Linked DNA regions of Sus scrofa: regions 1, 2, 4 and 5 are each linked to region 3. A link is a contact called in public HiChIP or PLAC-seq and promoter capture Hi-C data. All regions are on one chromosome and are shown on one strand. Each heading gives the region's core, a stretch centred on a gene start, on an enhancer-like site or on the middle of the called end of the contact. The rest is flanking DNA. Distances are from core to core; before and after follow the strand shown. Region 1 holds the start of SIK2 (serine/threonine-protein kinase SIK2). Region 2 holds the start of DIXDC1 (dixin). Region 3 holds the start of PPP2R1B (serine/threonine-protein phosphatase 2A 65 kDa regulatory subunit A beta isoform). Region 4 holds the start of C9H11orf52. Region 5 has its middle 29 kb from the start of LAYN.

Region 1 (5,044 bases), core at 2,046-4,545, 150 kb before region 3:
GAAACCTTTTGCTACTCCCTGAAAATCCTTTCACTTCTTTCTGGCCCCAAGTGAAGTCTTTTTTTTTTTTTTTTTTTTTGCTTTTTTGCTTTTTAGGGCCGCACCTGCGGCAAATGGAAGCTCCCAGGCTAAGGGTCGAATCGAAGCTGCGGCTGACAGCCTACACCACAGCCACAGCCACGCCAGATCCGAGCCACGTCTGCGACCTACACCACAGCCCACAGCAATGCCAGATTGTTAGCCAACTGAGTGAGGCCAGGGATCGAACCCAAATCCTCATGGATCCTAGTTGGGTTCCTTAACCACTGAGCCACTAAGGGAACTCCCCTAAATGAAGTCTTATTCCCAGGTTGCACAAGGAGGTAGTTGACCTGGTTATCTCATTAAAATAATCCGAAATGAGTCTGAATTTCTATCCAAAAGATGTACTTCGAAGGAGATTGTTAGCTCCAGTGGGTCTCCGTATGTATTTTCTAGTTCTTAAGTAAGTAGCTTTTCATCACATTCCCCAAGGAACCCATTCCCAAGCAATTAAAACACATTAATCTAACTGGAAAAATGTTATGGGAACTATTTGGGGGGGACATTTTATTTTATTTTAATTACTAGAATTAGTACTTCTTGAAGTCAAAGATATCTAACCACAGGAAACAAAAATCTTCTCAAAAGAGGAAATAAGACAAAACCATAGAAAAAGGAATTCAGATAAATATAAGGGAACTACTTTTGAACTGGTGTACAAATGTGGGCTAACAGTCTACTTAGATGAACGCTCATATCCTACTCCCAACAATCCAGAAATTCAGAAATCTCATCAGTCTTATAACGCTCCCCCCGATTCCCTCCTCACTTTTATAAACAACATAACTCACAGTAGAATAAGGTATTGCTTGGGGAGAGTGAAGGGCTGAAGCAGAGAGTCAAGTGAGCAGGTGGAGGTCCCAAGAGCCAGACAATCCTACACAGAAAATATAAAATACATTAAAATAATTCAATAAGATTAATAAAATAAAATAATATTATACATTCACAAATATATATTAATTATACATATATTAATTTCTATTTAAAAAATTAAAGCTACAGGTGTTCCCACTGTGTCTCAGTGGTAACGAACTCGACTAGTATTCATGAGGAGGAGGGTTCAATCCCTGGCATCGCTCCGTGTTAAGGATCCAGCATTGCCACCAGCGGTGGTGTAGGTTGTAGATGTGGCTCAGATCAGGTGTTGCCATGGCTGTAGCTTAGGCTGCAGCTGCAGCTCCAATTCAACCCCTGGCCTGGGAACTACCATATGCTACAGGTTTGGCTGTAAAAAGAAAAGAAAAAATGAAAACTACGGAAAAAGTCCAAGAACAATGCAATGAACTACCATATACCCTTTATCTAGGTTTCACATTTTGTCACATTTGCCTCATTCATCTTTGCTAAACCATTTGAGAGCAAGTTGCATATATCAAAATTTTATCCCTAAATACTTCAGTATGTATCTCTTAATAAGGGTATTCTTTTTTGTAACCACAGCACAATTATATAATTCAAGAAGCTTAACATTTAAATAATACTATGATCTAATATGCAATCCATATGTAAATTTTAACATTTGTCCTGAAAATATTCCTTTATAGCACTTTTCTCCCAACTACGGTCACACATTGCCTTTGGTGACATGTCTCTTTAATCCCTTAAATCAAGAACAGTTCCTCAGTCTTTTATGGCACTGATCCAGGCCAGTGGTTAGGTAGAATGTTCCTCAATTTGCATTTTTCCGATTATTTCTTTATGATTAAATTCAGAGTATGTACTTTTGACAGAAATACTACATCGGAGATAGTGTATCCTTCTCAGTACCTCACATGTCATTTTATCCCATAATTGGTGACATTAACTTTGATCATTTGGTTACAGTGGTATCTGTCACATTTTTCTTCTGTGAAAGTACTGTTTTTATCCTTTTATAATGAGTAAGAAATTTGAGGATAGTTTGAGACTAGAAATATCCCATTCCCTAGCATACTAAATGATTTCAACATCTATCGACAATTCTATCTGAATCAATTATTACTATAATGGTTGCGAAATAGTGATTTCCATAGAATGGCTGCAAAATGGTGATTTCCATAGAATGGAAATTTCATCATTTCTTCTATGTGTATTAGTTGACATTCCACCATCAGGAAGAACTGTCATTTTTTCCCCCGTATATTTATTTAACATTGTAAGAATAAGTAAGCACTCATGGAGTCTTTTTAAAAATTCATTGTGTTATAAACCCATTTCCATTATTCCTTCGTGATGCTCAAATTATCCCAGATTGTTAACTTCAAACTAGATCCGATTTCCTTCTGACATGTCCTTACCTTTCTTTGAAAATCTTGCTTTCTGGCATAAGACCTTTCAAGGGCATTTTATACTTTCCCTCTCCTTGTCTGGAAATAATGCTGTACCTGTTTCCTTGGATCACCATATGGAAGACTGGTGTGGTAATTTGCAACCCTAACTCTAGTATTACCTTGTGACTTTGGCAATTCCCTCATTCCCTGGGGGTTGATTTCTCACCTGAAAAAAAAATTGGATTAGAAAGTATTTCTTTACCTTTTCGAGGTCACCAACACGTTTGGGAATCTAATAACAGCTATCGCCCATCTTCCCAAAGCTGGAAGAGGCAAAAATTTGGACATATTTTTAGGGGTTCGGGCTCCAAATCCCTGGATTAGGTGATCTTCAAGGTCTCTTCAACGCTGACATTCTGTGAATCTATAAGCATCGCGCTGCTGTCAGAATGATTCCCCAGAGACATCAAATTTGGAGGGATTTATATAGAAACAGATGAGAAAAGGATATAAAAGAAAGGAGCCTGTGAGCAATGCATTGCTCAGCCACAGTTCTTTGCCCGTGCCAAATTTAGGACACAAAGTAGTCATAGGTGAGAGGTTTTGGCGGGAAGGTCTCCGGGTGGGTGGAGAACGCCGCGGCAACGGAAGAAGACCCCGGCCCGGCTCAGGTCGCTGCAGCCCTCCACTCCGCCCACCAGAGCTCGCTCTTGCCCTTCGGCTGGGTGGCCAAGTAACTGGGCGGGCCGGGAGGCGACCCCGCCCCCGGCAGCGGCGAGGCGGCGGAGGGCGCCGGAGCCCGGAAGGAACGCGCCGTCCAGGCCCCGCCCATCTGCCCTACCACCCTGCTGCCTGCCGCCCGCCGCCGACGTCGGCGGTGCTCCGGTCGCCATGGTGACCAATCGAGGCCCGGTCCCGCCCCCGCCCCTCTGCCCCGGCCCCCTGACGTCGGCGCACGTCAGCGGCGGCGCGCGCCTGGCTGGGCCCTGCTGAGCGGGAGGGACTGAGCAAGGAGCGAGCCGAGCGGCCGTCGCCCGAGTGGAGCCGCTCCGCCAGCCCGCCGCCCGCCAGCCTGCGCTCCAGTCCGCCGTGTCTAGCAGCGGGGCCCAGCATGGTCATGGCGGATGGCCCGAGGCACTTGCAGCGCGGGCCGGTCCGGGTGGGGTTCTACGAAATCGAGGGCACGCTGGGCAAGGGCAACTTCGCCGTGGTGAAGCTGGGGCGGCACCGGATCACCAGGACGGAGGTGCGGCCCGGGGCTCGGCGGGAGCGTCCGAGGCGAGGGTTCGAGAGAGGAGCTGCTGACCGAGAGGGGGGCTGCAGCGGGGGGCTGGGGAGCTTCGAGAGGCCGGGTCACTAGCTGAGGCGAGAGGGCCTGGGAGTGTGAGGACCCAGGAGGTCCAGGGGTCGGTGAGCGCCGCAGGGACCGGGGCCGGGTCACCAGGACCCGAGTGTCGTCCGCTTGGAACCCCCACCAGCCGGGGCTTTGCCTTCCCTAGGCCACCCCCGGTGGCCACACGGAATTTCTTCCAGGGCCTCCCACCCGGGCCGTGACCTGGTCTGTGGCCTCCGCTCTGGAGCCCAAGTTCCGCGTCTTCCCTGCTTTCAGCTGGGGGTGGGGTGGGAGGGGAAGTCTCTGTGCTCCCGTGCTGCGCGGAGAGAGACGTCGCCAGCCCCGAAGAGGGGACCGCCTGCGCTCGGACTCCCGGGACGGGGCTCCGCGCGGCCCCTGTGACCGCGGCGCCCCTCCCGGGGCCGCGCGAAAAAGGGGGCCGGTGGCCGGGAATGCCGGGACGGCCACTGCCCATCTTCTCTCCCTCCTTTTGCCCGACAGTCTCTGATTTGATGTCAGGCTAGCTTGATCCCTCGCCCGAGGCATTTCCATCTAATACTCCAGACAATAGAGCTGGTTGAAACGGTCATCTCTGCCTTTGCACAGTTGATAGGTTGGTCTTTCTCATCCTAGGTTATCCCTTTCCCAGGTGTGTGTTCTGGCTGTGAATTCGCGGTCCTTAAGCCACATCAGATTCTGCCTCTCTACTCATAAAGCCCTGGATTGCTTCCTGACGGTGAAGCCAGCATCCCCCCTCCATTGCACATTCTAATGCACCGCACATATTTTCTCGCAAGTCTCTGTTCTTACCTAACCCGCCCCCCTTCCTTTCACCGCCTCAAGCTGCTCTCCTCAGGGTCTCTATTTTAAGATGTGCAAATTAAATACTTTAGAAAAACGGTGGAAACAAAACCATTCTTTAGAATAAAACCTTGTATTTTTGACGTACTCCACTCTGCCTCATCGTAGTTGTTCTGGAGTTTCATCCTTTTTCAGTTTTTGGTTTTTTTCCCTTCTAGTTTTCATCCTATTCAGTGTTCCCCCTTATTAGTGCGAATATACTAGAGTTTGAATATGGAATTAGGTAGGGTTTCTTTTTCAGAATAGCTGTGTAAGCTGAAGGACATTTGAAAACGAGTTTTTTGTAGCTCTGGTTCGTAGAAGTTTTGCTTAATGTGAAGAAGTTCATTTCCAAAAACAAGGGGCTTGTATATGCCATTGTGTTGTTCTCACTTTTTGTCCTCCCCTACTGATCCTAAGGCAGCCCAAATCTGACTTATTTTTTTAGCAACAGGACCAAGGTCACAAGTTTTCCTCTCACAAATTTACCAGAGTTAGCAATTTAGGTTAAGTTTGTAATGATAAATAATAAGACCGT
Region 2 (5,109 bases), core at 990-3,489, 150 kb after region 3:
CCTGGGCAAGGGACTGAATTTGAGCCACAGCAGTGACGTATGCCTCTGCTGCAGCTGCCGCATTGCTGGATCTTTTAGCCCACTCTGCTGGACTGGAGATCAAACCCACAGAGATGCCACCATTCCTGTTGCACCACAGTGGGAACTACAGATGAAATCTTTTTTTTTGGAGCTTTGAATTCAGTGCTTTAATAAGTCTTTTCCCAAGAAACTTGAGCTCACAGGTCCTACTTTGATAAATAGCTTGTTTAAGAAACAGTGATCTCTTGGCCTAGATAACTGTCAGCAGGAACTTCCTCTCATGTCTCAATATTTTTTGCTGTGTCCAAAGCATGACTGGCTATCAACCAGTCAGAACCCTCTCTCCAGGGATCCACCAATTAGGTGTTCTGGTTTTGCACACCATGTATGTAGATGTGTTGCATGCAATTTTATGCTCTTGGAAGTTTTATACTTCTCTTTAAAAGGGCCTTGTTGCATTAACATGGGTTAGTGACTCAACTGAGTGTTGAGTCACTTATACCATGAGTCCATTACACCATGGACTAGGGTGGTGGTGAGGGGAGTTCTTAGCAACCAAATTTCCAAGCTAGATGATGAAGGACAGTGGTCTTCTGACTTGTGGGCTGTTTAGGTTCAGTTTGATCCAGTGTCATGGCTTTTCCCCAGCCTTAGCCAGAATTGAACCCACAGCATTCAACCAGCAACAGCCATTTAACACCTTGGCTGACTTCTGTTTCCTGCTTGCTGTGGTCAGAGGGAGGTGTGTCTTTTCTCAGAAGCATCTTTGTGTTTAGCAGCTTTAGACATTCAGGCAAGATGTAGCCAGTTCTGGCCGTTCTAAGTAAGGACGTTCTTCTCTAGTGACCCGAGGATGAGGTTAGGTTGAATAAAAGCCATTACTGACTTTTCTCGCTAAGGTACTAATGGGGATTTGAGGAGGGAATCTGTGCCTTTGGAAAATCACTCCTGTAGAGTCCTAACTTCTGGAGTTCCTGTTGTGGAGCAGTGGAAACAAATCTAACTAGTACCCATGAGGATGTGGGTTTGATCCCTGGCCTCGCTCAGTGGGTTAAGGATCTGGTGTTGCTGTGAGCTGCAGTGTAGGTCACAGATACGACTTGGATCCTGCATTGCCGTGGCTGTGGTGTAGGCTGGCAACTGCAGCTCTGATTGGACCCCTGGCCTGGGAACTTCTATATGCCACAGGTGCAGCCCTAAAAAGCAAAAAAGAAGAAAGAAAAAATAGAGTCCTAACTTCTCAAACAGTCTCTCACTAACCAGCTGTGTCCTTGGGCAAGGCCTGACCTTCTCTGAGCCTTAACACCCAGTAAACCCTTCCCTCCCATCTGGGATCACGAGGTGTAACATAATATGGGTGTTCTTTCAGCTTCCAGTTTTCCTATAGAAACAAGAGTGTGCACCAAGGACACAGATGACTAGTATTTTTAAAAATAAATAATCAAGACTGTGACTGGAATAACCAGAAACAAAGGGGAAGAGCTCTCTGTTTGTTTGAGGAAGCTCTTACCTAACCCTTTCCAGTGCACCAGGACATTGTACAATTATTTTCATTAAAACCCATTTAATTAAGTTAAAACTCATTTAAAATATGGTTTCACATTTTAGCGCTTATTTTCAAAAGAAAGAAACTTTTTTGGTAAAGACTTCTTCATCCTTGGTTTACCCTTGATGTCCCTATTTTGATCCTGTGATTGGTTTAGCACCACTTTATTAAATGTACCCCAATAACATCAATAACTAAAGCGCTCTACCCTCTCTTTGTGTCTGTCCCTTCTTGATACCCCTTCTTTAGCCTAACCTCACTGTCCAGGCCCCATATGGGAAAAGGTTGCTGGGGGTTAAAAAGCTAGTCTGGGAGTAAAAATCTATGATTCACTCCCCTTCCCAGCCACCTTGCCTTGTGGTGGGGAGCTTGAGTTCTTTAGCCATCAGAGAAAGAGATAGAGAGAGAGAGAGAGAGAGGAGAGAGAGAGAGAGAGAAAGAGTGTGTGTGTGTGTGTGTGTGTGTGTGTGTGTGTGTAGGGCATCCACACGCAGCCATACCCCCTGTGCGTCCGTGTGTATTGGGGCGGGGGGCGGGGGGGCGCGCACGCTCCAGCAGCCCTGCTGTATGTGTGTGTCTGCAGCGCAGGCACATACGCCGCCGCTCCCCACGCCCGACCCCCGGCCCGGTGTGTGAGCGTGTGCGTGTGCGTGTGTGCGCGCGGCGCGGGGCTCTCCCTGACGCACGCCGGGCAGGGGGCCCCCAGCCAGCGCCCCTCCGCCTGGTGCGCGCCCAGCAGTTTCTATAGGAACCGCGACAGCGCGGGGCCCCTCCTGCAGATCCCCGGTGCGAGCATGCCCAGTGGAGGCCGCTAGTTTGGCCCGGGTCTGGGTTTCCAGTAAGTGGCATGCGGGACTCCGGAGACATCCCAATGAGCTGAGCCGGGAGTCTTTGTGTGCACGGGGAGGAGGAGGCGGCGGCCGCCGGCCCGGAGACCCCGCCCGGGGGGCCGGCAGGAACAATGCTAGCCTGTTTGACCCGGGGGAACTTACTGGACGTTCTGCAGGAGGGCTTCAATGAGGTAACTGCTCCTCCCACTCCCCAGCTCCCCCTGCCTTAACGCCTCCAGCCTCATCTCTGGAAGGGGTCCTCCTCCGCCTGCATCCTTACCGGACCCAGAACAACCCCCTGCAGAACCCCAAGCTAAGGTGGGGGTGGGTACAGTACAGAGGAGCCTGGTGAACCCGGAGGGATCAAAAGGGCCGACTGCTTCCAGCCAAGCTGGGCAATGACGTTCCCTGGTAGCTTGCCTGTGCCCAGAAGACAGGACCACGAATTCTGAGGTCATCTCCTTCCAGAAGAAGTGGTCTCATCCCTCTCTGGGCTTTGCCCGCAGGACATCCCCAGGGAAGCCCATGACTATATGGCAGAGGTGCTCCTTCTGTTTGAGGAGTAAGTGGGTGAGCCAAAGGAGGTGGCATGCATTGGTAGAAAGTTTGAGCAAGGGCAGGAGGAGTAGGTGGTCCGCAGGAAGTGCCCACTTCGTGTTCACATCACTTTCTAAATCCAGGGCAGTGCATTCCCCCCAACCACCAGCCTGCTTGGCAGAGGGACCTAAGAGGAGAGAGAGGTTTCTGGGCCTGATTCAGGGGAGCTGGGGTTTGCCCCTTTCGGTGTGAGAGGGGGGACCTAGGGCCTCAGTCGGACAGGCAGTGTGGGCTAGGGCTGGCGGACAGTCTTTTTCTCTTCACTTGCTTTTCTCTCAGAATTCTGGTGTTTATCCAGTTTTCTTTTCTAGTGACCCAGACCATTTGGGTTTAAGACCTTTGTCCCTTGTGGTTGGCTCCGATGTCCTCCATGGCTTCTGAGCCCCACCCGGTGGGTTGCCTTATCCCAGCATCCCTTACAAGGAGAGGTAGATGGTTGGTTGTCTTTCTTCCTTTCTCCCTCTTTTTCTTTCCACCTCTCCCTCTCTTCCCTTTATGGCGTTTTTTAAAGATTTTTTTTATTATAGTTGATTTACAATGTTGTGCCAATTTCTGCTGTACAGCATATTGACCCAGTTATACATATATACATCCTTTATCTCCTATATCTTCCATCATGTTCTATCACAAATGATTGGATATAGTTCCCTGTGCTATATAGCAGGACCTCATTGCCTATCCATTCTAAACGTGTAATATTTTTTAAAGTCAGTTTTTAATTAAACAGTTAACATATGAATCCATTCTCTTCATGATGATGAACCTCACAGGCAAGACTGAGTGCTTTGGCCGCCCCTGCCATCCTGGCCTTTTCCCCAGAGGTAGCCATTCTCATGAATTTGTGTATAAGATTTTCTTTCTACATCTGCACAGCAGGCTCTTTCCTTAATAGCTGTTTTTAATTAAGAAGCTCTGCAGCCTGACCTGCCTCAGATCCTTCCCCAGTCCTGGCCCCGGTGCCCCGGCCTTGTTCTTGACACAGAGGAAAACGGCGCAAATGCTATCCCCACCTCACTAACTGAGTCAGAGTTTTCCTTTGGCTGAGGGGTGTCATAGCCTTCACTGAAGGGCAGAGCTTGTGTCCCGTCTGCAGTGCGGGTCTCCCCGTCTTTGCATCATTCCCCTTTGATCACGTGGAAGGGAATTGTTAACAAAGAGCCACAGTCTGAGAGTTGAAACAGACCAGCCAGGAAGCCACTCCTTGAGTGCTTCTAGTATTCCTGGTTCCCTATTCTCACCCTCTGCCTTGGGGCCTCCCCTGTCTCAAGCCTCACAGAAGCTCCTTGGGCCTTCTTATGTCCTCCCTTCTTTGTAAGTCAGCCCCCAGGGATCAGGATCCATGGTCTTAAAGGGAGGAGGAAACCAGCACAGAGTCAGTCCTAGTCTTTGCCTTCTGCTCATTTCATCTCTGAACCTTTCAGCTGAAGAGCCAGGGAGACCAAGAGGCTTGGCTGTCTTTTCCAGGCTTTGGTGCTTCCATAAATGTCCCCTGATGTCCAATTCTTATAAAACATAAGGGAAAAGGAGAATTGGGAGAGTTTTCTTTTTGTGGTAGTAATAGAGTCTTCATAAAAGCAACAGTCAACTTTATAATTAATTCATCTTTAGAATAATGCAGTAATGTCTCTTGTCTCTGACATTTGATTTTCCTACTCATAAACTTCCCTCCACCCCCTCTACAGGCTAATGTACAATCTGTTCCCTTCTGTTAATAGATTTAAACTCTAATAGCCAATAGGTACAACATTTGGTTTCTCTGAGAAATTGACATTGTCTGAATAATACTAATAGTAGTATGTTTAATCTCAATGGTCCCTAGCAGTGTAATTCTTTCATATACATAGTAAATTAATTCCTTTCACATACAGTATCACACCTAGTGCTGCTGAATAATGGTACAGCTGGTCATTTCAGAATTGATGGGGCCCTGTTTGACCTATTCTAGCCTCTGGGGTTGCTTAATAGATCTTGTAATGTTCAGTGTCTTTTGTTCGAGTCATGTGATAAGGGTGTAAATAGGGACTTAAAAGCTCATGTCAGAATCCACTTCAGTTTCTCCGAGAAGCTCTTCCTGCTGGGGCTGAGAATACCACACGTGTATCCAGTCATCTCCTG
Region 3 (5,727 bases), core at 391-2,890:
CCTTTTTTCCTTCTCAGTCAAGAGTCTTCATGGATCTATTTTACAGGATAAGAAGTTCATAATCCAATAACAATTACTTTCTATGAACTAAAAGTTAATGTCTGAATATGTCTGGCCACAACATTACAATATGCTCTGTCCTGTTTCTTCTGCATTGAAAGCATCAGGCTCAGTTTAGTACTTACTAATGATGTGAGTAACAAATTCTTTAAAAAACAGTGAACGTTTTGGAGTTCCCATCATGGCACAGGGGAAACGAATCCGACTAGGAACCATGATGCTGCAAGTTCGATCCCTGGCCTGGCTCAGCGGGTTAAGGATCTGGCTTTGCTGCGAGCTGTGGTGCAGACTGCAGATGTGGCTGGGATCTGGCATTGCTGTGGTATAGGCTGGCAGCTACAGCTCCGAATAGACCCCTAGTCTGGGAACCTCCATGTGCCACGGGTGCATCCCTAAAAAGACAAAAGACAAAAAAAAAAAGTGAAAGTTTTGAAAGCCACTAGAAAATAGAAATGCCCATGCCTTTCTTCAAAGAGTCACATACCTGTAAGGAATGGCAGCAGTTCAGTTCGCGTTCTTTCTACTCCAAGTGCTAGAGCAATTGTTGATAATTTCTTAATACTGTTGAGACGGAGCTTTAAAAAAGAAAGGAGAAGCAGGTGTGATATTGAGCAAAAGACAATAATTGCAAACAGGTGAGTTATGACATACAGGTGAGAATGAAGACTTCAATTTAGGTTTTTATTCTAAGAACCTCAAAACAGTGGAACAAGCCTTCATTAGGCAAAGGACAACTTCTCAGAAGAAACACTCTGTGAGGCCCATTAAAGAATAAAAGAAAACACAATATCCAGAAAAGTGAGACGATTTTACAAAGAACTTCGGCAGTAATGAAGCAGGTGAAACGGTTGAGTACAACCCCTGCCTTTTCAAAGAAAAGTTCCACCTGAGTTGACACATCGCCTCCTTTAGTTAGTTAGCGATCCCACCTAATCTCTACCCTACACGCCCAGCCGGTTTCCAGCAAGCCCCAAGAAAGTCATACATTCAGCTGCACTTATCAGGACGCCTTGGCATCCCTGCAGCCCGCTGAGGCCCCTCGCACCCCGCGCCTCCCTCCTCCCACTCGCTCGGCTACAGGGCCAGCCGGCCCCGGGGCTGGATGCGGCGTTCCCAGCGCCCGGCCCGGAAGGGGCGCCCCGGCGAGAAGCCGGTCCTCCCACAACCGCTCCCAACCGGGTGCGACGCCGGGCCGACGCCTCGGCGGGTCGGGAAAAGGTGCTGGAGAGATTCCCAGCCCGTCGGGTCGAGCCACAAGAGCCCCTCAGGGATCTTTCTCCTCCTCCCCGTCAAGTTTCTGCGCCGAGTCCCAGCTTTCAATCCCGGGCCTCCCCAACCACAGGGCCTGCCTTACCCCTTCCCTACCCCGCGCCCGGCCGGGCCCACGTCCGCTCCCCGGCCCGACTCGAGTACCTGCACGTCCTCATTGCGGAGCTCGTCGATTAAAACAGCGATCGGGTATAGTGAATCGTCTCCATCTCCACCCGCGGCCACCGGGCCGGTCCCGGGGGCCGCCGCGCCCGCCATGTTCTTTCTCCTCCGGCTGGTCGCCGCCGCCCGCTTCGCGCCCAAGCCCCGCCCCGCGACAAGGGCCCGCCCCGCAACCAGGCCCCGCCCTGCGCCCGGAGAGGCGGGGCTAAGGCCCGAGCTCCAGCTCCGCCCAGGTGGGGCAACTGAGTTCCACCTGGGCTGGTGGAGGCTCCATCCTGGCCCCCGTGGCTGGAGCCGTATGCCTGAATTCCAGAAGATAGGTGGGCTGAGAAAGCGAAAGGGGCCCCCGTGTCCTTTCCGCAGTCGAAAGAAACAGGGGCAGGGATTCATCCTGCTCGCAGTGGTCTGAAGGCGTCAGGGACCTACCAACGTGATCTGTGCTGTGCCCTCTTGGGACTAAGGCGGACCAAAGAGGATGCCCAAATCCAGGAGGAAGAAATATTTGGCGCCTCCCCTGACTTCATCCTGGCCCCGAGCCACTTGAGTCTCCAGCCCTAATTTCCCCACTATCCTCAAGCTTCCACAAAACCCCTCCACCTCTTCCTTTGGCCTGTGAGCCAGAATTGTATCTGGCTCCTGCTCCGTAAGACAAATAACGCGGGCGGTGAGAGAAAATGAACAGTGCTATCCAAACTCCCCAGTCAATATTTTTTCCACTTTCTCCATGCAAGCTGTTGAAAACATGCTGCTCTCTTGTTTTTGTGTTTCTTTTCAGTTTGGTACTGGAATGGTGCCTTCTGTTGTATTTTCTTCCTCCCATTTTTTAGGTCTTTAGCATGCTAGAAGTACAACAATCAAGCAAAACTAGGACAAGCTTTAATCCTTCCATATTGGGTGGACTGGCTACTTTGCTTGAACAAGAGAGGCTAAATTGACCTCTCTAGAACTCCAAGAGTCCTCAAAGGCAGCAGTGGGAGGAGGTGAGGATATGGGAGTTCTTACAAAACAGCGGGAAGTTTCCATTTACCCTTGTTCTGGCAGCATGGAATAACTAGAATGTTCCTGTCTTTTTTTGTTTTGGACAATAATTTAAGCAGCTTAGAGTCTAGCTACCTATGGTGATCATAAGCTGAAATGGTATTTCTATGTGTTTAATTAAAAAACTAAAATTATCAATAAATGTAATTGAGGAGACCTTTTTTTTTAAATATGGGGTTGGTGGAAGGAAACACAGTAGACAGGCTTTTGATGGTAGTGAAAGTTTGGGAACGAACAGATATCGGAACAATAATTATCAAATTAGGTTTGGGGATGTATTTTCTAGGGTTTTAATTTTGTTTTCATTTTGATAATTATTTTTAGATTCGCATAACTGGTCTGGATTCTTTGGATAACTACTTTACAACCCAGTGTTGCCACGTGATTTCAGTAACTACATTTGCATGTGTGTTTCAGTAATGCTTTTATTGTTCTGAGACCAGGAGAAAAGAACAGAAGCAGACTTAAAATGAAAATGGTGTTTTCATGCACAAAATGAAAACCAAGTCACATCATAGGACTGTATTGTCACAATAGTTCTAACAAAAAGTGCTGGGAAAATTGAGATATCATAGGTCACTTGGGGGCATAGGTATGTTGAACTCAAAAGAAGCTGAGCTTTCACAGGCAGTACCATAATCATAATACAAGGGATAATTTAGCCTTGGCAAAATACATCATTTGCCATTTTAAATTACAATAATATTAACATAAATAACACTAGTTTTACAGTTTCATTTGTATTTAATTTTTAAATCTATTTTGGTTTTTTAGTCATAGAAGAACTATAAGTAAAAATAGTTTACTTTATATTTGTAAATTTAAGTAATAGTGTAACAAAAAAATTTAAACTGAGAGTTTTCGATAATTTTTTTCTTTAAAAATGGATCCAAATACTACTCAAGTTTGAGAAACTGAAGGTTAAGAGGTTTTTTGAGTTAGTACTTTACCAGTTAGAAGATCAGAGGGGGTTCCTATTGGCATGGGGAAGAGAAATCTGTTCCTTTATAGTTCAGGTAACAAGTCTTCAGAAATGATAAAGGAAGCAAGCGCAGAAGGAAGCACATTAAGTCCATTAAGTCAGCTCCACACATATCATCATCTAGATACTAGCTCAAGCCTAGACAAGCGTCAATATGCTAAACAAAAATTAGCACACTGATTGATGCTAAGCTATTTTGTTTAAAACTCAAATATGCTTTGCTTACCCAAGCCCAGTGAACTGGAACCTATGGAATAACTATGATTAAATATGAAATCACAAGCTGAGAAAATAGGCCCCAGAAAATTGCCTGGTTTGAGAGTCATCAATTCTGGACTTCAATTCCCATCTCTGTCTCTGACTCACCTCTCCCTATGCCTCAACCTTACCTCCCACTCCACCCACCCCCCAATAAAATGGTGCTAACCACCTCTGATTCTCTCTGTAGTTGTGGTGATGATGTGAGAATAAAACAGGTAGTAAACATGGAGATGCTAATAATCCTTCAATAAAGAAAGTGATTAAAACAGACTGCAGCTGAAAAAGGCTATTTCAAAACTGGGCCAAATGGAAACTAGAACTAAATCTAAGACAGTCTTTTGGGAAGTGTGGTCCAGTGACTGTCTGAATCATCTAAAATGCTTGTAACAAATTCAGATTCTGGAGTTCCATTGTGGCTCAGCGGGTTAAGAACCCAACATAGTGTCCATAAGGATGTGGGTTCGATCTCTGTCCTCACTCAGTGGGTTAAGGATCTGGTGGTGCCACAAGCTGCAGTGTAGGTCACGGACACAGCTCAGACCTAATATTGCTGTGGCTGTGGCATAGGCCAGTTGCTGCAGCTCTGATTTGACCCCCTAGTGGGAACCTCCATATGCTGCAGGTGCAGCTGTTAAAAAAAAAAAAAAAAAAATGCAGAGTCTGGAGTTCCCTGGTGGCACAGTGGGTTAAGGATCCTGTGCTGTTCCTGCTGTGGCTCAGGTCAAGGCTGTGGTGCAGGTTGGATCCCTGACCCAGGAACTTCTGCAAGCTGTGGGCATGGCCAAGAAAAAAGCAGTTTTTTGGGAGTTCCCTGGTAGTCTAGTGGTTAGTATCCTGCACTTTCACCACTGCTGCCTGGGTTCAATCCCTGGTCAGGGAACCAAGATCCCACAACAAGCCACTGCATGTCACGGCCAGAAAAAAAAAAAAAAAGAAAGAAAAGAAAAAAAAAAGCAGACTGCTGGCCTCCACTCTGGATCTACTGAGTCAGAATCTCTGAGAATGGACACATTTTAGCATGCACCCCTGGTGATTCTAATGTGCACTGATGTTTGAAAGTCATTGCATGGCAACAAACAAGCATCTTCTCAGGGAGAGTTTGAAAAGAACATTTGGAGGCCACCCTGTCCAGCAAAATGATAAAATGATGGCTATAACTGCTTGTCAACCAATGCTTCTGTTCCTATTGGTTGTGGGTTTTGCTAGTTTAAAAGGATCTCTCTTTTGCAGGATTGCTGGCAGCTAGCAAAGCACTGCAAATACAGTCATGTGGCCAGAGCTGTTTCCATATCCCCCAGCCCCTCTGCCACTCCCTCTGGTCTCCTTTCCAGGGCCCCCACACACCACAAGGAACACGACCAGGGAGCTCCACCGGCAGCCGCTGAGATTAGGCTGAGGATTTAAGGCTACCCTCAGGAAGCAATGTGACATGCTCAGCACAAGAGCACTGAGTTCCAACACCCACATACAGTTCACTCATCCCGAGAATCAAAGGAAGGCAAGGTTAGACTCGCAGTTCCTGTCAGATGAAGCGTGGAGCAGAATCTGGAGCAGCCCAGGCAGATACAGGATCCACAGCTCTGGGTGTCCCAACAGAAGAGGGTCAGGCCTGAGGAAGTCTGAATGACACTCTTCCTCACAGAGCTTTGCAAATAAACACTGCTTCACGGGCTGATCTGCTCCACAGAGTCGCCCTCCCACCCCGGAGAGAGGAGGCTGAGTGCGGGGAAAAAGAACTGAGTGCCTATAGGTGGTTCCCTCAGGGCAGACTCAGAATTGTCATCTCCTTGAAAAGGACATCGAGAAAGTGGCAGCAGGTCACACACAGAAAACCTGAGGCACATACAGGCCTTTTCTAACTCTCTTCATCTAACCAGGTGACCCTGGGAAACTGATTCCCAAGTCTGTACTTAATTCACGGCAGAGTAGTAATTATCACCAGAGCATTAATGATG
Region 4 (4,923 bases), core at 312-2,811, 130 kb after region 3:
CTGGCGTTGCCACGAGCTGTGGTGTAGGTCGCAGACATAGTTCAGATCCCATGTTGCTGTGGCTGTGGCATAGGCTGACAGCTGTGGCTCCGACTCAACCCCTAGCCTGGGAACTTCCATATGAGCCGGGTATGGCCCTAAAAAGCAAAGGAAAGAAGAAGAATCTGTGGACCCCACGATACAAACTTTCACTTGAAAAATTTGACTCTTAAAGGATTGCCATGTATTAAAAATCAAAGCAGGAGTTCCTGTCATGGCTCAGCGGTTAACGAATCTGACTAGCGTCCATGAGGACGCAAGTTTGATCCCTGGCCTTGCTCAGTGGGATAAGGATCCAGCATTGCCGTGAGCTGTGGTGTGGCTTGGATCCTGCATATCTGGGGCTGTGGTATAGGCCGGCCCTGTAGCTCTGATTCAACCCCTAGCCTGGGAACCTCTATAAGCTGCAGGTACAGCCCTAATAAGCGCAAAAAAAAAAAAAAAAAAAAAAAAAATTTAAAGCACGCCTTAGAGAAATAACTATTGATATATTTTTTTGTTCATTCAGTCAACAAATATTTCTTAACCCCCAAGTAATATACTATGGAGGTTGTACATTATAAATATAAATTTAAAACTATACTCCTTTATCATCTACTCACAGGAATCTTAACATATAGATGAGAAAAAAAAAAGAATTTTTAAAGGATCCTATTCAGACTTCAACCAGAACAGCTTCACTTTGATCTGTTTCATAACTGGAATTTTTACATGAGCTTCATTTAAAAGAAAGTATTCCTTAGCTAGAAAAAATTGAAACCTCTAATTTAGTACAGATTCCCCACCCCCTCAAATTCTTTAAAGATTGTTAGTCAACTTCTTTTTTTTTTTTTTTTTTTGTCTTTTGAGGGCCATACCCTCAGCATATGGAGGTTCCCAGGCTAGGGGTCCAATCGGAGCTATAGCTGCCGGCCTTCACCACAGCCACAACAACGTGGGATCTGAGCCATGTCTGCGACCTACACCACAGCTCGTGGCAACGCCAGATCCTTAACCCACTGAGCGAGGCCAGGGATTGAACCTGCAACCTCATGGTTCCTAGTCAGCTTTGTTAACCACTGAGCCAAGACGGGAACTCCAAAAGATTGTAGTCAACTTCTGTGACATTTTTTGTGGCGGAGAACTTAGATCTTCGTTTTCTTTTTTTTTTTTTTTTCACATCTGTTATAAATTCTTCCTTCTATTGAACCAAAATCTGCATTTTAGTAACTTCTGTCCATTGGTTCAGGTTATGTCCTGAAAATAAATGCAATCTTTCTTTCACTTGAGAATCCCTTTAGATATTTAAAAATAACCGTCCTTTCCTCCAAAGGCTTCCCTTTCCTAACTAAATTGGTGCACAAAACAATAAAGTAAGATACTTGACCAACAATCAGCTGAGAATGAGAAGTAGTAATAATAGCTAAGGCTTACCAAGGGGGTCCCCTGTGCCAGGCCCTGGACTGGAGTTTCATGTATGTTATTTCATTTCATTTTTACCACAGTCCTATGAGGCTGTTGCTTTTTTCTTCTCCAGTTTCATAAGGAAAGAAGATGGGGAGGAAAGAAGAGTCTAGGGTACCCTCTGTGGAGTACAGGGCCGAGCACTGGTCCTGAGCATCTGTGAGGGACACACAAATAACTGGGCATCTGAGCAAGGCACTAAAGATAAGTGTGGGAGCACTGAAGGCAAACTGCACCGGTTCCACAAATCCTCCTAGAGCCCCCATTTTCTCCAGAGGAACTTGTTCAGCTGCATCCTAGTTGCCAGTGTGTGTGGAAAGAGTCTAATTCTGTGTCATTGGAGGAGAAGCTGAGTTGCAATTAAATGGCGATTCCCGTAGTTCTGTCCTGGGGATGGGGAAGTGAGTGGTTAAGGAGTGCTGAGGCCATTCCAATCAGAGAATCATATGATGCTTGACCAGAAAGGGGATTAAGTGGTAAGTTCAGTCCTTTATTTTTAACGGTCCTAGAAAAAAAGTGATTTGTCCACATAAATTCCAGTAGCATGGGAGGAGAGAAAAAGAAAAAAAGGAGACCATTTCTCTAAATTTTAGTTTCCAAGAGGTCCAGTATTCAAACCCATATTCTGGACAGATATCAGAAGAAGCTGAGAGCGATTACCTTGAAAGTGAATCTCCAACCCCAGTAGTGCTGGGGAAACATAAGAAAGACGCTTTATTATAGAGCATCTATTTTGATGATGGAGTGATATAATGGAGAAACATTTCCTAGGGAAACCCTTTTCTATCTCAGGTTTCTTTCCCCTGAAGCTTGAAGCTCAAAGTTCATGCTTCATCAAAGCAGTTCCAAATCCCGAAGGTGAACTCGCTCTCACCTGGAGCCTGTTGTGTTTCTCTTCCCTTTGGCTGGGAGCAGTCACCTGGGAATCTTTCCAGCAGGTGGCTTCCAAAGTCCAACCTGTTAGGTTGAAATCTGACACTGACAGCGACTCCCCGGAGCTGCTGAGGGAAGCCAGACGGGGAACCAGGAAATGCACAAGCCTCTTTCTGTTCAAAAACAGCTGGGCTCCCAGGGAGACAGAGCAGCATGGGAAACCGGCTCTGCTGCGGGGGAAGCTGGTGAGTAGGGGGAGAGGTTGGAGGGGAACGTCTCTGTTGGTGGATGTGGAGGCTCGGAGAAGAAGAGAGAGCCCGAAGATAGCTCTCTGCCAGCCTCCCACTGTCACCATCTTTCCCTGGCACCTCCAGGAGCCAATACCAGAGCAGTATGTCCTTCTGTGCTCTCTCCTTTCAGGAAACCTCAAAACACACCGCCCAGCCAGCTGTCTATAGAATGACCAGGGCAGGGCTGGAATGGTGAATGGACATTTTTGTTTCTCCTTTTCTTCTTCCTTCTCTCTCTCCCTTTCTCCTCCAGGTAATGATAATTGTAGCATTTGAGAACTTCTTATGTTCCAGGCACTTCATAATCTTATTTGATTTCTCCAACAATTCTGAGGGAGGCGGTCTTACTCCCTTCCCATTTTATAGCTAGGAAGCTGACGCTCAGAGAAGTTAACTCATTTGTCTGGGGTCCCATGGCTAGTAAGCAAATAAACCAAGATTCCAACCCAGGCCTGTATGACTTCCGAGCTCATAGTTTTAACCTCAGCACAATACTGCCTCCTAAATCAAGCAAATCAACTTTGGGAAAATGTTTATTTAAAAGGGCTTCAGAAATGAGGAGAAGCAGCATATCCATCGAATTTTTGAACAGAACTTTCACATTCTTTTGCTGTGTGACCTTAGGCAAACCCTGTAACTTCTCTTTTTCCTCATATATAAAATGTAAATAACGCAACCTGTGTTGTTTAGTTCACAAGCCTGAAGAGCAGGGGGATGTGAAAGTCTCATGAGAAATGAGTTACATTGTCTTTATTGTTCTTTCCCAGAGTTGTCATCACTGTTGCTAAATAGCAAAAATTCAATCAAGTAAATTTTAAAGATTTCATTGGCTTTATTGAATGGTTCATGCATGGCGCAGCATCAGAGGAGTTGTTCAAAATGAAAGGCTCTTATAGGCAGAAGAGGGAAGGGATCAGGAAAGAGCAGATGACTTCATCTTCCTTTGCGCAATGGAAGGGTCTCTGTGGCAGATTAGCTCATTGTTGCTGCCCAGAAAGTTCCAAACGGACTGTTTAAGACTACATTCCTGGGGCAGGTCGCAACTCCAGTGCGTCTAGGGCTTAAGTCGTGGTTTGGTGATGTGAGCTTAGCACACGAAACTACATTAGAGGCCTATTGTTTCCTTTTAACACTGTAAACAGCTGGGCCTGGTTTTTTCCTGTCCCCTGCCTTCTTAGCTATCCCACTCCATGCCTGCCTCCTTCTTGAGGATGTCTTATTTGTAAAAAACTATCATTATGTTTAGAGAGATAGGCGAGGGACATTAGAAAGCACATAATGATTTAGAGTCAATACATTGGATTCCTGTCCTGTTCCTACTACTCATTCATTCATCCATTCATACTGAGCAAATATTTTATTGAACACCCAGGTATACCAGGCACAGTGACAGAAGCTGAAGACATAGCCATCATGGGAAATTTCGTTCCTACCTTCTTAAGATACCAAAGTTCTAGGGGCTTAGTTGGCCCATCTATGAAGTGAGAACAATGGTGTTTCCTAGAATATTGTCAGGATTGAAAAAAACAAATGAAGCACTTTTTAAACTGTGAGATGTCCTATAAACATAAGACATCTAGGAACACAAAAACTTCCATGGAAGGGGGTGTAAAGCATTTTTCACTCCCCCTTTCTTCCCAAGTCTTTGTATTCTTCATTTTTGGTTATTCCTCCCTGTGATGGTGGCAGTCATAGTAGTCAGCTTTGATTGACACTCATTATATGCCAGGCACCTAGCTGAATATTTTGCTTTTATTTGTACTTATTTCATATTATTTCTATTTTTTATGGCCGCATCTATGGTATATGGAAGTTCCCAGGCCAGGGAGTGAATCCTAGCAGCAGCTGTGACCTGTTCTGTAGCTGTAGCGATGCTGGATCCTTTAACCTATTGCACTGGGCTAGGAATCAAACCCATGCCTCTGCAGCAACCTGAGATGCTGCAGTCAGATTCTTAACCCACTGCACCATAGCAGGAACTCTGAATATTTTGCTTTTATTATTTTATTTAATTTTTATAATAACCCCATGAAGTTTAAGTTCCATTATTATCCTCATTTTATTAATAAGAAAATGAAGCCTAATAAAAAACTTGCTGAGGTCATACAGCTAGTCTGATACTATCGGTGTGGCTCTAGAGCCTGGCTAGAAATGCTACAATAGATGTTCTAACCAAAATATATTTTTTCCTCTTAAAATATTAGGACTGGATAAATATTGTTCTCCTCTATTTCTCATTATCTTAGTAAACTTGCAGAAAGTTAAAGACACTATGACA
Region 5 (5,301 bases), core at 2,684-5,183, 180 kb before region 3:
AGATTTGTGGTTGCCAAGGGGGAGGGCAGAGGGAGAGGGATGAACTGGGAGTTTGGGGTTAGTAGATGCAAACTATTACATTTAGTATGGATAAGCAATGAGGTTCTGCTGTATAGCATGGGAACTATATCTAATCACTTGTGATAGAACATGATGGAAGATATATATATACACGCATATATATATATATATATATGGGTCACTTCGCTGTACAGCAGTTGACAAAACATTGTAAGTCAACTATAAGAAATTTTAAGAAAGAAATTGCATTCCCAGAGATGCAAAAACAACAAGGCCAATTCTTCTGTACAGCACCTCTCTTTTTTTTCTTTCAAAGAACAGTATGTGGTTAGTGATTGCTAACTAATCTTAAGTTACTATCAAATCCTGAGAATGAAATAATGTCTAGACTGAGTCACCAGAGCAAGGGCACCAGAAGAAACCAGTTTTTCTGAATAGAATAAGACCAGGTATAGGTTTCAAAAACAAAACGCTGTTAAATATGTATTATTACAGACTAAGCACTCAAGAGTTTTCTATAATGAGTTACATTAATTAGCAAAAATTAGAGCCCATCAAAGGCTTAAAATTTGTGCTACTCTATTCTTATTTTTTTCTTATATGGCTTGTGTTTGGTGCAAACAGTATCAAGCAGAATTCATACTTGCTTAACTCTCCTGATGTAATTAGAGTAAAAAGCCAGTGAACATTTCATCTAAGGCAATTTTTGTTAGGAAGTGGTTAGAAGCTGCTTTAATTGTTTCCACCACCAGGTGGCAGTGTTAGGGTACCATAGAAATACTACTCAATAGTTTCTGACGAGTTATTTTCTGCAGCTATAAGGGAAAGGGAAGTAAAAATGACAGAAGGAGAAATAAGAAAGCACAATAAAGTTAAAAATCCCAGGTTCTAGAAGCAGAGTGTCTAGGTTCTAAATCCTGTTTCTACCATTTACTGGATGTGCAATCTTGAAAAACTACTCAATTACCTGTTTCTTCATCTTTAAAATGAGAGTAGCCTTACCCACCTAAAAGTGTTGTGAGAATACATGCAAAGCATTGACACGTTAATGGGTTGAATTGTGTCCACTAAAATTCATATGTTGAGATCCTAATTCCCTGTACCTCCAAATGTGACTCTCTTTGGAGATGGGGTCACTACAGACGTAATTAGTTAACATGAATGAATTAATTCAGGGACTCCAATCCCATATGATCAGTGTCCTCAAAAAAGGGGAAACTCTCACATGAAGACTTGGGATGATGTTTCTACAAGCCAAGGAACACCAAGGATGGCCGGCCACCACCAGAAGCTAGGGGAGAGGCAGGGAACAGATTCTCCTTCCCAGCCCTCTGAAGGAAACAACCCTGCCAACACCTTGACTTCAGACATCCAGACTCCAGAGCTGTAAGAGAACACATTTCTGTTGTAGGAACTTCCCAGCCTATGGCACTTTGTTATAGCAGCCATGGAAACAAAGCATGTGATAAGTACTAATTAATATTAGCTATTAGTCCTGTACATTTTTAATACAACTGTACTGAGGCAATAAGACTGTTTCTACAGTAAATCAAAGTGCATTTTTTAGGAGTTCCCACTGTGGCTCAGCAGGTTAAAAGCGTGATACAGTATCCTTGAGGATGCAGGTTTGATCCGTGGCCTCACTCAGTGGGTTAAGGATCAGGCATTGCCACAAGCTGTGGTGTAGGCCTCAGCTGCAGCTCCAATTCGACCCCTAGACTGGGAACTTCCATATGCCACAGGTGTGGCCAAAGGGATAAAAGGGGGAGGGGGGAGTGCATTTTCTAGCTGTCATGGATGTGCAGCCTCCATGCCTCACCCCCCAATCATGACATCCTATGGAGCGAGAGACCAAAGCTCCCAACAGAGGGAGGGGGATTTCAGTGACACGCAAGCGGATACCTGCTGACAATGAGAATTAGAAAGTCTTCATTCTCACACTGAGGCCACATGACCCCAGGGAGGGGGTAGGATTTGGAGCCCCGTGGCTTTGAGCCTCTCACCCACAGGCCCAGAAAGTGTTTGAGTTCTCCGTACAGAGAGGGCCTCCTGCGGATCGGAGGGTTGAACTTCACAACGATAAGGTCCCTCTTCATCTCAAGACGTGAATTTCAGCCATTTTCCTTTGACACTTGTGAAAGCTAGACAAGGAAAGGGGCAAGGGAATGTGGTGCTAGTTTCTCCTTCTTTGCCAAGACAAAGTCTCTTAACAGCCAATTGTATTAAGGACTGGGATCAGCTAGGTAGGATTAAGGCAGAGGAACTTCCCCTAAACACCCCCTTACCCTCTGCTGCACATATCCTCACCGTTTCACCCCCAGCCCTCCTTCACGGGCCACGAATAAGAGCCTAGGATAAATGGAGCTGGAAGAAGCAGCAATGCAGGTGCCATACTTGGCAGAAAACTCACCCCAAACCACGCCATCCCTAGACGTGGCCCCACTGGCTGGGCAGGGTGGGGCGGGGGCCACTGTCAGCAGCTAGGGGAGTTTGGAGCTGCCTCTTTTGTGTGCATGATACAGAGAACATTGCCTGTGAGGTACTGGTTTGGATTGGAATTTTAACGAAAAGGAATTAGAGATGTGGGGACCTTGTTTGGTTGCTGAAATGAACCAACCAACCAGAAAAGACATCTCGAGATAACTGAAAAAAAGTTGGACAGGGGCTCAGCTTTTTAGCTACAATTAAAGGTTTATGTTTGTTTTTATTAGCAGCAGTAACAGCACAGTGGTTTTATAAAAGATAAAAGGGCTTGTTGGTTAAAGAGATATATAGTAGGAGCTCCCTGGTGGCCTAATGGTTAAGGATTTGGCATTGTCACTGCTGTGGCATGGGTTCAGTCCCTGGCCTGGGAACTTCTGCATGTCGTGAGTATGGCCAAAAAATAAAATAAAAAAATAAAGAGGTATACAGTAAAAAGCACTGATTTCTGGCATTGTTTTAAAATATGCTAGCAAGAAAAAAGGTAGAGGAAATGAATAAAACATGATTAGCACAGTCTTGATCATTTCACTGTGACAGACACAGAGTCACTGTATTATTCTAATTTTTTATATATTTGAAAGTTACCATCAAAATTTTTTTTAATAAAAAGGAGAGGGAGGGAAAAGAATCACAGCTCTCCAGTCTTGATGAGAAAGGCAGTTCTTCTTTTGGGATACAAGAGAGAGTCTCAAACCTTACTGAGTTTCTCCATCTAGGAAATAATAATAATAATATATTGGCACAGAAAGAACATAGACCTAGTCTAACAAACATTGAACTAATAATCTACCCTCTACAAGGAGCTGGGCTATGATAAATAGGAAAGGATGTCAATTCACTAAGAATCCATTTTCAGGAGTTCCCATTATGGCTCAGTGAGTTAAGAACCTGACATAGTCTCTGCGAGGAGGAGGGTTTGTTCCCTGGCCTCGATCAGTGGGTTAATGATCTGCGGTTGCCACAAGCTGCGGTGAAGGTTGCTGTGGCTGTGGCTTAGGCTGGCAGCTGCAGCTCAGATTCAACCCCTAGCCTGGGAACTTCCATTTGACACACGTGTGGCTGTACAAAGGGGAAAAAAATCCATTTTCGCAAACATCTCCTTATTTAACCCTCACAATAAAACTTGTCAGCAAACTAGACATTATTTTTATGACTTCCTGAGCCAATTATTGATCATTTGCCATATCTCACCCCTCCCCCTGCCCAGATCCATTTTCTCCCCTAGGCTCTGTGCCCCAGCAAGCCAACCACTGGCAGATTGCATCACCCAAGCCTGATGCCAGCTGGTTTCCCATATGATCTGGATAACAGGAAGTTTCAGTGGGTCATCTGTGGGCAGGAGGGAGGAAAGATCACGACAGTCCCTCCTAGCTTGGCTGTCTTATCTGCAGCAGTGCAGTAGCTGTGTCCTCTGCAACTCAAGCTCCACCCGTTGGCCTCCAGTCCAGCTCTCACTTTGAGGAGATAACATAACCCTCCACCTAGTCCCTTCAGGCCCAGGAGTGATAAATCATCCTCTTGTGGCTCTTCTCTGGGCTCCTCCTCATTCCTTGTTTCCCTCCTTAACCCTAACTGTATATTTGCAAGTAATAATTTCATTATCTCCCACTGAACCACGTGAGGCAAATTCCCATCAAAACCTTAATTGATACAACCCAAAGGGTATGCGGAGACATTCAGGGGTTTTAAGAAGAGCATCATAGGATACAGATTTGTATCATACTTTGTACAAGTACCATCATGGCCTTAGTTTAAAGAAGAGATTGGAGAAGAAAACTGAGGGACAATATGACCATTTAGGAGGTCCTGTTCATAATAAAGGCAAGAGATTATAGAGACAGTGGGAATTCAAAGAAGAAGATAGACTCAAGAGAATTTAAGGAAGCAGAATTCATAAGACTTGGCAATAAACTAGACACATAAAAATTATAAATTACAAATCAGAAGCTGAATGCCCAGCACCAAAAACAGAAAAAGGCAGTGATCAATATGTAATGTCCAGTTCTACTTAAGAGACATGCCCTCAAATTTAGCTGAGCTACTCCCGGTAGTAGTTCCACCATATTGCACAGATGGGTGCATCAACACCCATTGACTGAGAGCCTCTGAACCATGCAGCTAATGCCCAAGGCTGATACCAGGATCACAAAGCAAATCCTAAGAAGCATAAACAAGCTTCTCACACAGATCTATCGACAGGGAGAGAAATACCTGGGCCATCGGCATTCTGGTCTCCATATTTATTTCTCTACATATGATCCAATGACTAGTCCTGTTTATGTATGAGACCACCATGATTTGGTCCCCATGACTATCTCCAGAGCGAGTCTAGTCCACTCTGAGACCCAGGAAGGAGGAAGATTCAAGATCTGCAAAGAAACAACGCTGGCTCTTTTCCATCCCAGGACCTCTGCACATATTTTCTTTCCCTCTCCTTAAAAAGATACCTTCCACCCCACTCCATTGTGTCTAGCTCTAATTTGTCCTTTGTCCTCCATCTATAAGGTTATTTTCTCCAGGAGGGTCTTCTCTGATCTCTGCACTTATTTATTTATTTTGATTTTGTCTTTTTAGGGCTGCATCCGCAGCATATGGAGGTTCCCAGGCTAAGGGTCAAATCGGAACTACAGCTGCCAGCCTGCACCACAGCCACAGCAATGCGGGATCCGAGCCGTGTCTGCGACCTACACCACAGCTCATGGCAATGCCAGATCCTTAACCCACTGAGCAAGGCCAGGGGATTAAACCTGCATCTTCATGGAGGCTAGTCAGATTCGTTTCCGCTGAGCCACGAAG

The links. Promoter capture Hi-C pulls out the DNA fragments that hold promoters and counts their contacts. HiChIP or PLAC-seq counts read pairs in DNA pulled down with a chosen protein or histone mark.
Region 1: a promoter capture Hi-C map of fetal liver shows a contact between it and region 3, with 4 times the contacts expected there. The contact joins the promoter of SIK2 here to the promoter of PPP2R1B in region 3. A contact is called at or near these places in 5 of 5 promoter capture datasets (fetal liver, fetal skeletal muscle, liver and 1 more), 31 of 47 Hi-C or Micro-C datasets (adipocytes, adipose tissue, alveolar macrophages and 17 more) and 2 of 2 datasets of contacts at active chromatin or transcription factors (alveolar macrophages and skeletal muscle).
Region 2: an H3K27ac HiChIP or PLAC-seq map of alveolar macrophages shows a contact between it and region 3. The contact joins the promoter of DIXDC1 here to the promoter of PPP2R1B in region 3. A contact is called at or near these places in 1 of 47 Hi-C or Micro-C datasets (liver) and 1 of 2 datasets of contacts at active chromatin or transcription factors (alveolar macrophages).
Region 4: an H3K27ac HiChIP or PLAC-seq map of alveolar macrophages shows a contact between it and region 3. The contact joins the promoter of C9H11orf52 here to the promoter of PPP2R1B in region 3. A contact is called at or near these places in 1 of 47 Hi-C or Micro-C datasets (liver) and 1 of 2 datasets of contacts at active chromatin or transcription factors (alveolar macrophages).
Region 5: an H3K27ac HiChIP or PLAC-seq map of alveolar macrophages shows a contact between it and region 3. The contact joins the enhancer-like site here to the promoter of PPP2R1B in region 3. A contact is called at or near these places in 2 of 5 promoter capture datasets (fetal skeletal muscle and skeletal muscle), 6 of 47 Hi-C or Micro-C datasets (alveolar macrophages, embryonic fibroblasts, heart right ventricle and 3 more) and 2 of 2 datasets of contacts at active chromatin or transcription factors (alveolar macrophages and skeletal muscle).

What each region holds. Positions count from the first base shown.
Region 1 is chr9:39,365,260-39,370,303 of Sscrofa11.1, forward strand. It overlaps SIK2 (serine/threonine-protein kinase SIK2), which reads left to right and starts at 3,296. Exons shown (of 15, transcript XM_021062772.1): 1 at 3,296-3,579. The coding sequence starts at 3,445.
Region 2 is chr9:39,664,215-39,669,323 of Sscrofa11.1, forward strand. It overlaps DIXDC1 (dixin), which reads left to right and starts at 2,240. Exons shown (of 23, transcript XM_003129869.5): 1 at 2,240-2,588. The coding sequence starts at 2,529.
Region 3 is chr9:39,515,865-39,521,591 of Sscrofa11.1, forward strand. PPP2R1B (serine/threonine-protein phosphatase 2A 65 kDa regulatory subunit A beta isoform) reads right to left here and starts at 1,641. Exons shown (of 17, transcript XM_005667316.3): 1 at 1,474-1,641; 2 at 545-635. The coding sequence starts at 1,587. It also overlaps a transcript of ALG9 not described here.
Region 4 is chr9:39,645,329-39,650,251 of Sscrofa11.1, forward strand. C9H11orf52 reads left to right here and starts at 1,562. Exons shown (of 4, transcript XM_003129841.4): 1 at 1,562-2,600. The coding sequence starts at 2,569.
Region 5 is chr9:39,332,923-39,338,223 of Sscrofa11.1, forward strand. No RefSeq gene overlaps it. Among named protein-coding and RNA genes, the nearest start is that of LAYN, 29 kb to the left of the region's middle. Within about 2 kb of position 3,934, at least 5 of the 83 cell types and tissues checked have an H3K27ac peak or open chromatin away from gene starts, as enhancers often do. A contact at or near this core is called in alveolar macrophages and liver, where this site is marked.